2 separate regions of the Gossypium hirsutum genome follow, and region 2 is linked to region 1. The links are chromatin contacts, called in public Hi-C maps. All regions are on one chromosome and are shown on one strand. The core of a region is the stretch at or near the end of the contact, and the rest is flanking DNA. Distances in the headings are between cores, read along the strand shown. Region 1 holds the start of LOC107896715 (GTP-binding protein OBGC, chloroplastic). Region 2 overlaps LOC121208442 (a long non-coding RNA gene).

What was found. Hi-C and Micro-C count contacts between places; a contact is called where the count stands out from the background.
Region 2: a Hi-C map of leaf shows a contact between it and region 1, with 2.5 times the contacts expected there. The contact joins the enhancer-like site here to the promoter of LOC107896715 in region 1. A contact is called at or near these places in 7 of 34 Hi-C or Micro-C datasets (anther, hypocotyl, leaf and 1 more).

The regions. Positions count from the first base shown.
Region 1 is chrA10:94,473,413-94,480,027 of Gossypium_hirsutum_v2.1, reverse strand. It overlaps LOC107896715 (GTP-binding protein OBGC, chloroplastic), which reads right to left and starts at 5,184. Exons shown (of 7, transcript XR_005903479.1): 1 at 4,103-5,184; 2 at 2,849-3,125; 3 at 2,426-2,717; 4 at 2,125-2,284; 5 at 985-1,093; 6 at 625-760; 7 at 58-538.
Region 2 is chrA10:95,075,173-95,081,727 of Gossypium_hirsutum_v2.1, reverse strand. It overlaps LOC121208442 (a long non-coding RNA gene), which reads right to left. Exons shown (of 2, transcript XR_005903483.1): 2 at 6,490-6,555. It also overlaps the pseudogene LOC107896710. Among protein-coding and RNA genes, the nearest start is that of LOC121208442, 4.6 kb to the right of the region's middle. Within about 2 kb of position 1,872, at least 6 of the 9 cell types and tissues checked have an H3K27ac peak or open chromatin away from gene starts, as enhancers often do.

The DNA of each region.
Region 1 (6,615 bases), core at 3,935-6,434:
ACATAAAAAATACCTTGAATAATATATTTTAATTATTATTCAACTGAGCTGATACAATTCAATTAAAGACTTGATATATTAGTACAGAAAACAATAATTCAAGTTTTCTATCCCATTGGGCCGAGCTAAACCTTAGACAAGTAAAATTTTTACAAAATAAAGCCTAACCCAGTCCGTTAATTTTGTTTGCAACTCGTAAAATCGGAAGCAAAACTCAGACATTTAAGGCAAAAAAAGAAAGAAGAAGCCGTTTCTCATATAGGTTTCAAATTTAATTAAATTATTTACTTTTTAAGCACAATGAGCCATTACCCTTAAGAATGAAGGCATTACCTTGAAGTCTCTTGGAGACTATAGATTGCTACTGCAATCACATTATCTAAGCTCCTACAAAGAATTGGACAAAACTGCCTCTTCTTCTGCACCGAATCCGAAGCAATCAAACATGTCGAAGCAATAACAGAATCGTGCACTGAAATCCAACATTTCATTGAGCTCAATGTCATCTCTCATGAATTAACGGTATCTTCATGGTCTGCTGGAATATCGTATCTGTCAGTAATGTTTGGTTTAAAACTAAATCCAGCAATGAACAGACACTCAAACTGACTGGCTTTGCCTGACCTCCTAATATGGCAGTTTGATGACAAACGTTGCAGATGCCGGTTACTTCAAATGTGGCCATTTGATTGACTCGTTGATCTCTTCTTCATGTTCGGTGTACCGGAATTCTCTGCAGAATCGTGCCACACATCTCCATCTGATAAGGACAAAGCAAATCATGTGGTCATTAGATAAACGACTTCAAGATATCCATGTTTTCAATTTCTCACAAAGATTAATCTTAGATCAACAAAAACAAGAAGGGAATTATGGGAAATGGAGAGCCGGTAATTAAGTAGATAATTTCTATAGCTAGATTTAGGGATGATGAGAAATTGGAATGTGTCCTCAATAACAATATATAGGGCTTTGCCAACAAACCTCTCCAACAATTACTGTGTCGCCTTCTTTCACTCCGAGCTTCATGAGGGACCTATTCACTCCACAAGCCTCCAGGACATGTTGAAACCTCTTGTCGGAGTCGATGTATCTGTTAAATTCACATGTTATGAGAAAAAGAAGTAACAATAACACCTCTGCATTGATTTGGAGCAGTTAATGTAAGCAAAAAACATGCAATGATGTACACATATAATAACTGTGGTTGAGAAAACTTCTTGTGGTTGCAGTTTATGATGTCGAAGAAATACATTACCTTCTTACCTAGACTTTTTCAAATGAGAAGGATTCATTTCCAACAGAGAAATGCATACGATCCATTTACCTATGGAGAACTGAATGGCTTACATATCGGTTCCTACAGTTTATAGAATGAACATGCACCATTACAAGAGAAGTGAATTACAAATCAAAATCAAATAAATCGCTGAGCAGTTGACGAGGCCAAAGGAAATAAGTGGGTTTCAGACTCGATTTGTATCATTCCGGTGCATACAGAATCTATAGATCCAATCCTTCAAAATTAACTATAGGAAAATGTTTGTCATATAAGTGAAGTATGCATATTGAGGCCTTGAAATTCAAAATTCATCCTCTGCATTGCCCTAAAGGTTGCTTTCTTGTCTGACTTCTCCAGCATCCTTTCTTCCTTTAGAAACTTAAAAGGAAAAGAACTGGAAAAGAAAGACCAGAGATGATAGAATATTAACGTCCAAAGTGCTAATTAAGGGCAAAACAGAGGGAATTAACTGAAATCCATGAAAGTTCATTCTAGGTATTTTATTTACCATTACAGTTTAAAGTGCTGGCTCGGAACCGATAATCAATGTTTAAAATGCATTCAATACAAAAGTCAAACTTCATTGTATGGAAATACTATCCGGCTAGTTGCATGACTGACGGGTCAAATACAGTTTTAGTGCAGAATGATACTAATTTAGTATCATATGTCCTACAGTTTATAAGATGAAATAAGGCAGAACAGTCTTGGCAAGTACCACTGAAGTGATACAAACATGATAAACTAAGATAGCATGCACCCAGCAGAAAGACATTGATAGCAAGTTAAGAGAAGAAAAAGCGAGCAGTACAAGCAAGCATCAATAAGAGTTATAAACATACCGCCAGTTTGTCATTTGAACAAAGCGTTGCAACCCAGCTCCATTTACGTACCAAGTACTGCAACTACCATCACGAGTTATCTCAAACTCACTAATAGAGGAGCTACGCTGCTTCTGTACCATATCAGCTACATGGTTCAAATCTTTTGGATCTTCAAAACCTAAAGAACAGCTAGACTTGTCAACAATAAATGCAATGGATTCACGATATGGATTAAGATTCACAAAGTACAATATGAAAATAGCAAGGATGTTGGTCATAAGGAATTTAATTTTAAAGAATAACTTATAATAAAATTAACCTTTGAATCCCTCATTGGATTTTTTAGTTTCTTGAAGAAGTTTGTAGGCGGCACTGATAACTTCATGAGTTCCCTCCCTTTTTACAGCACTCATGCAAAATGTTTTGATTCCAAGCCCTTCCAACTTTTCCTTAAAAGATGGCGAATTCTCATATGCCTCTGGAAGGTCCATCTTATTGTAGGCAACTATAAATGGCTTTTCAGCAAGTTCCGGGCTAAACATTTCCAGCTCAAGGCGAACTGCATCAAACTCAAGCTCTGGTTGCTGTCCAGAGCCATCAACGACATGTACCTATGTAACCAAAAGTGGAAAAAATTATAAATAAATTTTAAATAAACCATAAGAAGGCATGAGAAGCAATTATAAATTAAGCCTTGAAAAGCATGTTACAGTAGTTGCAGTATATGAGAAGAAGTCCATACCAGTGCTGAACATCTTTCAGTATGCCGTAGAAACTCATGACCTAAGCCAAAACCCCGGTGTGCTCCTTCGAGTAAACCAGGAAGATCGGCAACAACCATGGTAGAATCATAGTCAAATGAAACTACACCCAGATTGGGAAGCAAAGTTGTAAAAGGATAATTTGCTATTTCCGGTTGAGCAGCACTTATCACACTTAGGAGAGTGCTTTTTCCAGCATTAGGAGCACCCACTATACCAACATCTGCAACTAATTTCAGCTCCAATTCCAACCACCTGCTTGAGAATACCAGACAAAAATAAACAAAAAGACATCATAAGCTAGTAATTGCTCTTAGTTTCATAAGAAAGCATTGTCAAACTACTGTATGACTTCAAAAAGTTGAACTGCTAGTCTATGTTACTCGAAGCCAAGTATGAATATCTGACATAGGCATGATTAGATCTTTCTATGATTTGGAAGATTCTAGAAAATCATATCCCCATACCCTTGCGTTGGACACTAGTATTGGACAGGGAACTTCAAGAAAAATGAAAAGTTTAAGTAATACAGCTAGTAGCTATGTTACTCGTACTTCGGTGTGATTGTCGTGCCTTACAAAGGTAAGGTAACCTTTTTTCAACGTTCTTCCATGAATTTAGACAATCTTTGGAGACCATATCTCCATTTCCATGTTTGGGAGGGTACTTTTAACAAAAATAAGAAGTCAGAGAAAAGTTCTAGTACACAATTTATTATCCATAAACATAGCTTCTGAAAGCATGTTTGATCCTTTTTTTTGGTTTTCCCTTTTTTTGGTTGCGAAATTGGCTTCTTTGATCCTTCCAATTGTTTGAATGGCAAGGACATATTAAACAGTATAAAACAATCAAAATACAAGAAGTGTAATGAAACCAAAACTATAAGATGCATTGATCATTCAAAAGCATAGTGGTACTTAGTAGGGGAGCTTGACTAGGAACTCAAAGCTTAGCTTGAATTGCTTTTAAAGTTTGAGCTCGATTTGAGATAAAGAAATTGCTTGATTAAACTTGTTTACCTAATAAAAGAGTTCAATTCTCATGCTCGATTGTTAGACTATGAATAGAATCTATACTGTTAAAAAAAACTCTATTAACTTGCAGGTGGCTCAAGTCAAGTGTTAGGATATTCAAATTCGGCAGACAAGATAAATATATATATATATATACTAATTTGAAATTTTCTGGGACCAAATCCGAATAACTTAGGAGCGAAAGAGAAAAGGGAAACTCACATTTCAGGACCCTCTTCTCCATTCTCAGCAATCTTAGGCACCTTATTGTTGCCGGACTTAAACGACGCATTCCCTCTGCCACCTCTTCCACCAGGCAACAACAACGCTCTTTGCCCCGGATACAACAGCTCCAGCAACACTTCATCGTTCCCGGCCTCTCTGACCACCGTCCCCGGCGCCACTTTCACCACCACATCCTCCCCTTTCCTCCCACACATCATCCTCCCTTGCCCGTGTGCCCCTCTCCCCGCCCTGTAATGCACACAATTCCGAAACGGTAACAGCGAATTCATCGCTCCGTCAACTTCCAAATACACGTTCCCTCCTCTCCCTCCGTCGCCTCCCGACGGTCCCCCTAACGGCACGTACTTTTCGCGCCGAAATGCAACCACTCCATTCCCGCCATCCCCTGCTTTCACGTAAATTTTGGCTCGGTCGAAGCATCGCATAACAGCCGGTACCCCTTTCTCCTTCAATTCCAGTCCCAAATCATCAAACTCTTCTGGTAAATTTATGAGCTTGCCATCGGAATCGTAATAATAAACCTCCTCTTCCCCTTCTTCCTCAAAATCCGAACTTCCATCACCATTGTAAAAATCTACGATTTTTCCATCGAAGGTTTCGTCCTGAAAGCCCAAACTTTCATTTTCTTCTTCTTGTTGTTCATTATCATCGTCATCGGTGTCTAGCATTTCAGCTTCGGCTTCAGAGGAATCATTGTGGAAGGCGAATTTCGCGACATCGGAATCAGAAAGCTTGATTTCATCAGATTCGTCCGAAGAGGGAACTTCGAACTCGAAATTGAAATCTTCCTTGGGAGGAAGGCGAGTGTAAGTGGTGGCTTGGGCACCCAAAGAAGAAGAAGAAGAAGAAGAAGGCGGAGGTGAAGACAAAGAAAGAGACTTGAATTTATTATTAAGTTTTTTGGGTTTGAATTTGGGGTTAGGGTTTCTTTTAGGAGAGGGTTTTTGAGTTCGGGATCGAGCTTGAGCTTGAAGTTGAGGACGAGAAAAGAAGCTGGCGGATATGGTAATGGAAGCCATTTTTTACTGTACAAGTAAGTTAACGCCTAAATTCCGAGAGGTTTTCAAGAGGGTTTAAGAATTGGATAAGGAATGGCTTATCCGCCACGTGTCCCTGATTTCCCTTTCAATCCCGGGCTTCTGGATTTTTGAGTTAAGGCCCAATTCTTAAGTTCAACCATGTTTTTTGGACTTATTTATTTCACTTCACCAAATTAATATACAAAAATTGCTAATTATTTTTTTAAGTATATATTACTTCATAACAAAACTTAAAATTTTGTGCTTTTAACATTTTCCATAAATTGTAAAGAAAAAACTTAAATTTGAATATTACTTGAATTTAAATATTAAAATTATGATATTCCAATAAAAAAAATTCATTATTAATATTTTGATATATAAAATATAGAACAATTAAAATGAAGTATTTGTGAAAATTAATGTGAATATATAAACTATATTCTAAACATTAAAATATAATCATTTCAAAATAAAATATTATATATCATATATTTGAAATATATATCAATAATAAATTAATTGTATACCCCATATAAATATTACACAATGTATTAGATTATAAATGAAGGCGAAATATATATATATTGGTCTAAAAATAAACATTTACATTAAAATTAACTGAAAGTTTGGTTCAATATAAAAGGATGTCGTAGGCATCAACCTTCAAATGCACAAAAGTTCATTCAAGTAAAATCACCAAGGCTTGAAAATTGCTCCTTATATGTGCATTGATTTCCTTCACGATAGATATGCTTGAGTGAGGCTTGTTCAAAATTAAGCATTAGTGATCTGTGATCATAAATTTACACAGCAATCATCCTATTGTTAGTGTTGATAAAATTCACCTCAATTTCAGCGTCTTCTTCAATTTCTAGCCAATTAATGCTTTTTTGAGAAGTTATTGTTAGGCCATCTCGAAGAGTCCACAATTTGGCTTCTACACTGGTAATCGATGGTAAGTGTGTATAGGACCCTCTCTCCCATTCACCCTTCCTTGTCCCATTTGACTCAAATCATTTAGGGGTAAAAGTCGTTGTCTCAAGTTCCCTGCCGAAGCAAAGAACTCACCTGCTTTGGCCACAACTTATCTAGAGAAATGTTGGGATTTGGACTAAAACAAAGGAGAAATGAAGCAAAGAGAAACGAATGCAAAAATGATAAAAAAAAACTGATTTGCATTATTGATTTCATTAAGTCAAATATATGAGTTACAAAGTAGTTACCTAATGTATAACTACTTCCATTAATTACATTGACAAAATATATAGCTCATCTTGCACACAAAGTAAAGCTGACTTATCAGCCAAAACATCACTTGAATATCATTCAAATCAGTAAACTAATCTTATTGATTCAAATAGAAAAATTACAAAAGAACTAAGCTAGTTACATATTAAACAAAACATAGCTACTGCACTATTTAAGCTTCAAAACTTCTTTGTTGTTGCATTGCAGGCCAAAGTTCAA
Region 2 (6,555 bases), core at 623-3,122, 610 kb before region 1:
AATTGTCTATGAGCCACTCTATAGGAATTCAAAATTTTGAAAAAAAAAGGATGTAGGGGCAAATGAAACCCTGCTTAAAATACATACAAGGGTAGTAAAAACTAAGTATTCTTTCTTTTGTGGTTTTCCATTTCACTCAAATAGTGTCTCCTTGTCATAGTCTTAAATTTATACTTGAAATTGTTGAAGCAAGTGATTCCTCTACATTCTAGTAGTTTCCACATCTCCTCTAGTGATGTAGAACACAAACTCTACATTCTAGTAGTTCTCAAGAGTCGTGTTTCAATAAAGATAAAATAAAGCTAATAATGGTATAGAAAAAGAAAAGACAAATGAGACCTACCAGTAATAATTGCACTAGGAAAATACTTGGGCAAATAGACGATAAAAGATAAGCGATAGCAGATGCAAATTGCAGAAATTAGAGAAGTAGGAAAAAGATGATGCTAAAATTCCACATTTTTATCCATATTTATAAGTTAAAACGAAAGTCTTCAATTACTTTGAAACCTTATCAAGTAAGTTATCACGTGCCCACACGCATTATTTTCTATACCTAGAAACATAACACATGTATTAGAATATAAAAATTAATGACAATTACACTAGGAACCCAATAAATGCACCGCAAGATATCAAATATTTCGTAAATTTTATCATTAAATTTAAATGAATGTGCATAAAAGAATAATTTATTTTACTACAATTTAATTAATTTAAAAATTTCAATTATTTAAAAATTTAAAATTCAAATTTTAAAATACTTATATGCAAAATAAAAACACTAATACAAAATGTCATACTTCACCACAAACCTCAAGTTAACCACCTAGACCCTCATTATTTACACCCGTACTATGAACTTCCCAATAAATTTGCTAATGTTACTTTATAACCTTTATTCGCTTGGGGTAATTGTTATACCCTATGTAGCAAACCTCATAGACCTTATATTCTAATTTGTGAATCTCACAGAGTATCCATAAAGAGCTTAACATGTGTCTTCTAATGAAACCAACGACACCGCAAACCTATATAGTTAGCTAACAAAATTTAGCCTAACAAACTATTAAAACCATGCACCATTGCTAAGACTATATGCAGGCCCATCTCTGGGGTCGTTTAGAGGTGCAGTCGCCCAATACTCAAAGCTGAGAGGGGTCTAAAATATTATTTTCTAATTTTTAAGAGGTTCAAAAATTATTATTTTTTAGCTTTGAAGGGCCCAAAATTTTTTTTATTTAACTTTTAAGGGACCTAAAGAAATTTTTCTCCAATTTTTAAGAAACCTAAAATATTATTTTATTATTTTACCTAGAACCCCCAAAATATTAAGAACGGACTTGATTAATTGAAGACCACAAGAAAACACATAATAATTGGTCATTAATTACCTTGACATGTCTCATCCTAAAATGTTATATCACTGTTACTATCAAAAGTATTAATTTTCACTTTTTACTTCAGTTAAACAACTCATAAAACGTAGACACCCTACTAGAAGAACTCCAAATTGAAACTTCCCCAAGAAACAGAAAACTCTTCCCATCCTTCTCATTCTCCACCACCCAACCATCATTTTCCCCCTTTGTTCATCTCATTGAGTAACATAACTGCTGTGGATTTGAAAGAACGAAATCGAAGAGTAAGTAAGAAAAAGAAAAAAAGAAACAGATGGAAATTTGGATTTGAAATGATTCTGGATGGAAACATATTTAGTGCAAACTAAAAACTTAGAATAAAAAATTGAAACCCGTCAATTAATCTCGCTGGAATCATATTAAAATTTAGTACTTCAAGTTAAAATTTTAGATTATTCTCAAGAACTCATAAAAACCTTCCTAAAAAACCCACCCATCGTACAAAGCTTCAATTTACTTTTCAACAGCAAAAAAGAGAAAAAAGCATAGAAAACTCCTCCATGAAAACCCACCAATTATTTCAGTGAAGATTTAATTTATTCTTCAACTACCAAAAAAAAAAAAACTTCAAACATGGGAGATTCAACTTGACATTGTGAAGAAGATTCAATCTCTCAGATCACGTTGTTCCGTCTCTCAGTAGAATACATAATTGATATCCCAATCTTTAAACCACCAAAAACACAACGCGACCGAGGATTCACAATGTTCTTGAGAAATTGGGTTTTTGTAAGTACTTAAAATTGAAAGAAGTGAAAGAAACGAAGAAGTGGAGTTTTAATCCTTCTGGTTAAAATTTTATTTGGAATGGAAAGAAATGCGGGAAACTTATTGGTGGGATTTTGAAAATTTTAGATTTTTTCAATCTGAGTTTTAATTTCAAAAATTAAATTCAGTAAATTATTAAGAATTAAAACTAATTTTAAAATTTATAAATCACGAGGACTAAATATGTTTGTGAACCAATAATTTCGTCGTTTCTATTAACTATTAAAGAGACGGTTACCATTGTAAAATCAAATGATAATATTAGTAACGAAATTAAAAAATATTGTAGTTAAAATTTACTAATAATTAAATGATTAATAGTATATTTTATTTTATTATTTAAATTGAGGATCTTATAATTATCCATTAATAAAATAATAAATGATAATTAGTGATTTAGCTACATAAATGTAACTCTGCGATGGAAATAACAGGGAAATTGAAGAGTTCCAAGCTCTGGGTTTCAATGAACCTGAAGGAAAAGCGTCTAGTTTTAGCTATCAAGTCCAAACTCGTCTCCCGTTTGCCTTGAGCTTCTTTTCAAATTTGAAAGCTTTTCAGTTTCCAGGGTGAGTAGTTCAATCCATTTCCACTCCTAAAATGTTCAATCCTAGTGTTTTCAGTAGACTTTCACACGATGTTATGAACAATTCCTGGTCGAGGCCATTGATATCCCTCACTGTTAGATTCATCTCAAAATCCTCTTCAGACCCATCCCAATCTTTTGTAGTCGCTTACCTCAAAGACAAACTCGGGTTCTCACCCGAATCAGCAATGGCGGCTGATAAGTATCTCCTTTTCAAAACCCCAGAAAAGCCCGATTCGGTTCTTGAGTTCTTGCAGAAACATGGTTTCTCGAAAACCCAAATCGAAAAAATCATCAAAGTTCGGCCTGGTTTGCTCTACTCCAATGCCGAGAAAACCCTTTTGCCCAAACTCCAATTCTTCCAATCCAGAGGTGTTTCAAGCCCTGAACTTATCAAAATCCTATTTTATAACCCTAAAGTTTTAACTCGTAGCTTAGAGAAAAAAATTATCCCTTGTTTCAATCAACTTAGTAATCTGCTACAATCTACAATGCTGTTCAAGCTATAAAACGTTACCCATTTCTTACCTCATGCCCACTTGATGTTTATATGTTACCTAATATAAGTTTTTTGAGAGATAATGGAATGCCTGAGTCAAACATCATATCAATGTTTATTTGTCACCCTAGGTCATTTGTAGTAAACCCTGATACGTTCAAGGAGATTGTGAAGGAAGTGAAGGAAATGGGGTTCGATCCTTTGTTGCCTAAGTTTCTTTTTGCTGTGGTTGTGTTTAGGAAAATTAGCAAACCTGCAATAGAGAGGAAGTTTGAAGTTTATAAGAAGTGGGGTTGGTCTGAAAAGGAGATTTGGGAAGCTTTTAGACGGTATCCGGGTATTGTGTTGGAGGAGAAGATTGCGGGGATTATGGATTTTCTTGTGAACGAAATGGGGTTCGAGTCTTCGCTCCTTGCCGATCAACCGTTTCTTTTGGCTCGGAGCTTGGAGAAACGGATTGTTCCAAGGGGTTTGTTTGCTCAAGATTTGTTATCCCAAGGTTTGATTAAGAGCTTTGGATTGTCTGCATTGTTCAACACTTCTGAAATGGTTTTTGTGGAGAGGTTTGTTAACCGATATGAAGACAAAGCTGCGGAGCTGTTATCATTGTACAAAGAAAAAACGAATCTTGCGGTCGGAGGTACATATAGATCAGGCTATTTATAGATACATTACATTTTAATTCGAGCTGACGTTTCTTAATCGAATTGAATTCTTTCATCTCAAACTTTTCCGAGTTTGAACTTAACTCTACGCATTGACTGTTTTTCATGGTTTAATATTTATATTGCTCAAAGTGCAACTACGAAATGAGTCTTCATTTGCGGAGCTTACCAGTCTCTTAGTTTATTATGTTTGTGTGATAAGGATTTTAGCTCGAAATGATGTTCAGTTTCATGCATCTTCTACTTCTTGTTTGTTGTTTGCTTCAAGTTATGTAGGTCAAAACACCTGTTGTTTTGGTACACACCTTTGTGACTGTAGTTTTGATTGTAGCATAGGGTGATTAGATCTTTCAAGGTTTACGTGGTTTCTATTGTTGTTGTCTGGTTCGATGGCAATCGGTAAATCTGCACCGGAGAGAGTGTTAAGTGGTCATGGGAGTAGTTGAGTAAAGGTGCCTAGCTTTTAGGAGGTTTCTTGGAAACAAAATCAAGAAATATATTGTTAAAACTTAGGACAGCATAGGACAATAAGAAGCTTAACTCAATTGATTCATGTAGTTACCATTAAAATGTGACATCTAACAGGGCTGGTGTTCGAATCCCCTTAATCTTCATTAGCTGCCCGAAACATTCAGGAAATGGGATTGAATTCTTCAAAAGGTTGTTTTTGTTAAACCTTTCATAGGACTATAAGTTGTATTTGGTTTGTGCCTAGTTAATAAGCCCATTGCTAAGTTTGAATTCATGAACACAATGATGTAACACTCTTTTTGTCTTGTCAGTTATTCAAGCTTGTAAAAGTGAACCTGAAACAGAGATTGATGCCTGGAAATATTGAAAGAGATTAGCTTAAAAATTATCGGATAATCGGGAATGAAAACCAATCTATGTGGTTTCTGCTAAAACCGTAATATGTCAAATGTAAAATTTAATTCATCAAGATTTATATAAATTAGATGTACATCAACATCTTGAATATTGTGGTTTTTATCTTTCCAATTTTGAAGAAGGTATTTCTGTTTTTAAGATGGATGTTAAAAAAGTTGTGTAATTTTAGGGACTAACATTGTTGTTGTTGTGGTTGCTTTTGAAAAATTTAATTTTAAAAACTAAATTGCTTTTGGAAAGTATTGTGAAAAAGAGTAATTTCTTAATTTCAGGCAAAAATTCTATTTTAGACAAGATGTTGAAAATTAAAAAAAAATAATTTAGATAATATTTAAATAATTTAATATAATTACACATAAAATATACATTTTAAATATTTTTAGTAATTAATAAATTATTTGTAAATTTAATGATACATGAAATATTTAAAAAAATTAAAATATAATAATAAATTATATTTTGATCTTCAAAAAGTTGATATTTAAATAATTTAATATAAAGATAAAATATAAGTAAATCTAAATTTTAAATAGTTAATATATTAATTTAAATTTTAAAATATATTTTAAGTAGTTAATATATATAAATATTTTGATAATTTAAGATTCTAAACGCGAAAGTCAAAAGTTAAAAGTGCTTAAACTCCGTAGTATCGCATTTGCTCTTTATAGATGACTGTATCCTCTTTGGAGAAGCTATGAGGGAGAGTGCTATGGTTATGAAACATATTTTCCAAGAGTACGAAGATTCGTTGGGACAGTGTGTTAATTTTGAGTCTGTTATGTTTTATAGCTCCAATGTCCATACAAGGACCAGGGAGCAGATTTCGGAGTGCTTAGGTGTTCGGATGTCTCAAGATTCGTAAAAAATACTTAGGCTTACCAAATATGGTAGGGTACAATAAAAAGAAATCGTTCTAATTATTGAAGGATCGTATGGCTTGTCGTATTAATAATTGGTGCGTAAAACCATTGTCTCAAGGTGGTAAGGAGCTTTTTATTAAAAGCGTGTTACAAGCTATTCCCACTTATGCAATGTTCTGTTATTAATGGCCGAAATCATGATGTTTGGATTTGGAAAGTATAATAAGCCGATTCTGGTGGCAGAAATATGGGGGAAGGAGAGGAATTCATCGGTATGAGTGGTCAAAGATGTGTGAGCTTAAGGAGAATGGGGGGTTAGGTTTTAGGAGCCTAGCAAAGTTTAATATTGCACTTACTGCAAAACAGGGGCGGCGATTGCTGCATAATCCAGATTCATTATTGGCTTGTTAGTTGAAAGCTAAATATTTTCCGGATTGTGATTTCTTAAGTTCAAGTTTAGGTGCTTACCCATCTTATACCTGAAAAAACATATGGGCAACGAAAGGTTTATTTCAGGCGGGTCTTTATTGGCGGGTAGGGAACGGTGTTAGAATTGATATTTGGGCTGATGGGTGGGTGCCTGGATTAAGGAACGGTAGGATATAATCAATCAATAGAGTTAATTGATCATCAAGCTAGAAGGTGGAATTCTCAACTGATTACCAGAATTTTTAATGTGGAAGAAGCTCAACAAATTCAGTGTATTCCCTTAGCTTCAAACTTGCTGGAAGATATGATAGCTTGGCAGGGAGAGGCGACCGGTGAGTACTCGGTTAAAAGTGGGTATAGGATGTTATTACAGCAGGAATCCCTAGAAAGTCTACTGAATATCAAAGCTCTTACAGTCTTTTTTACAAGAAATTAT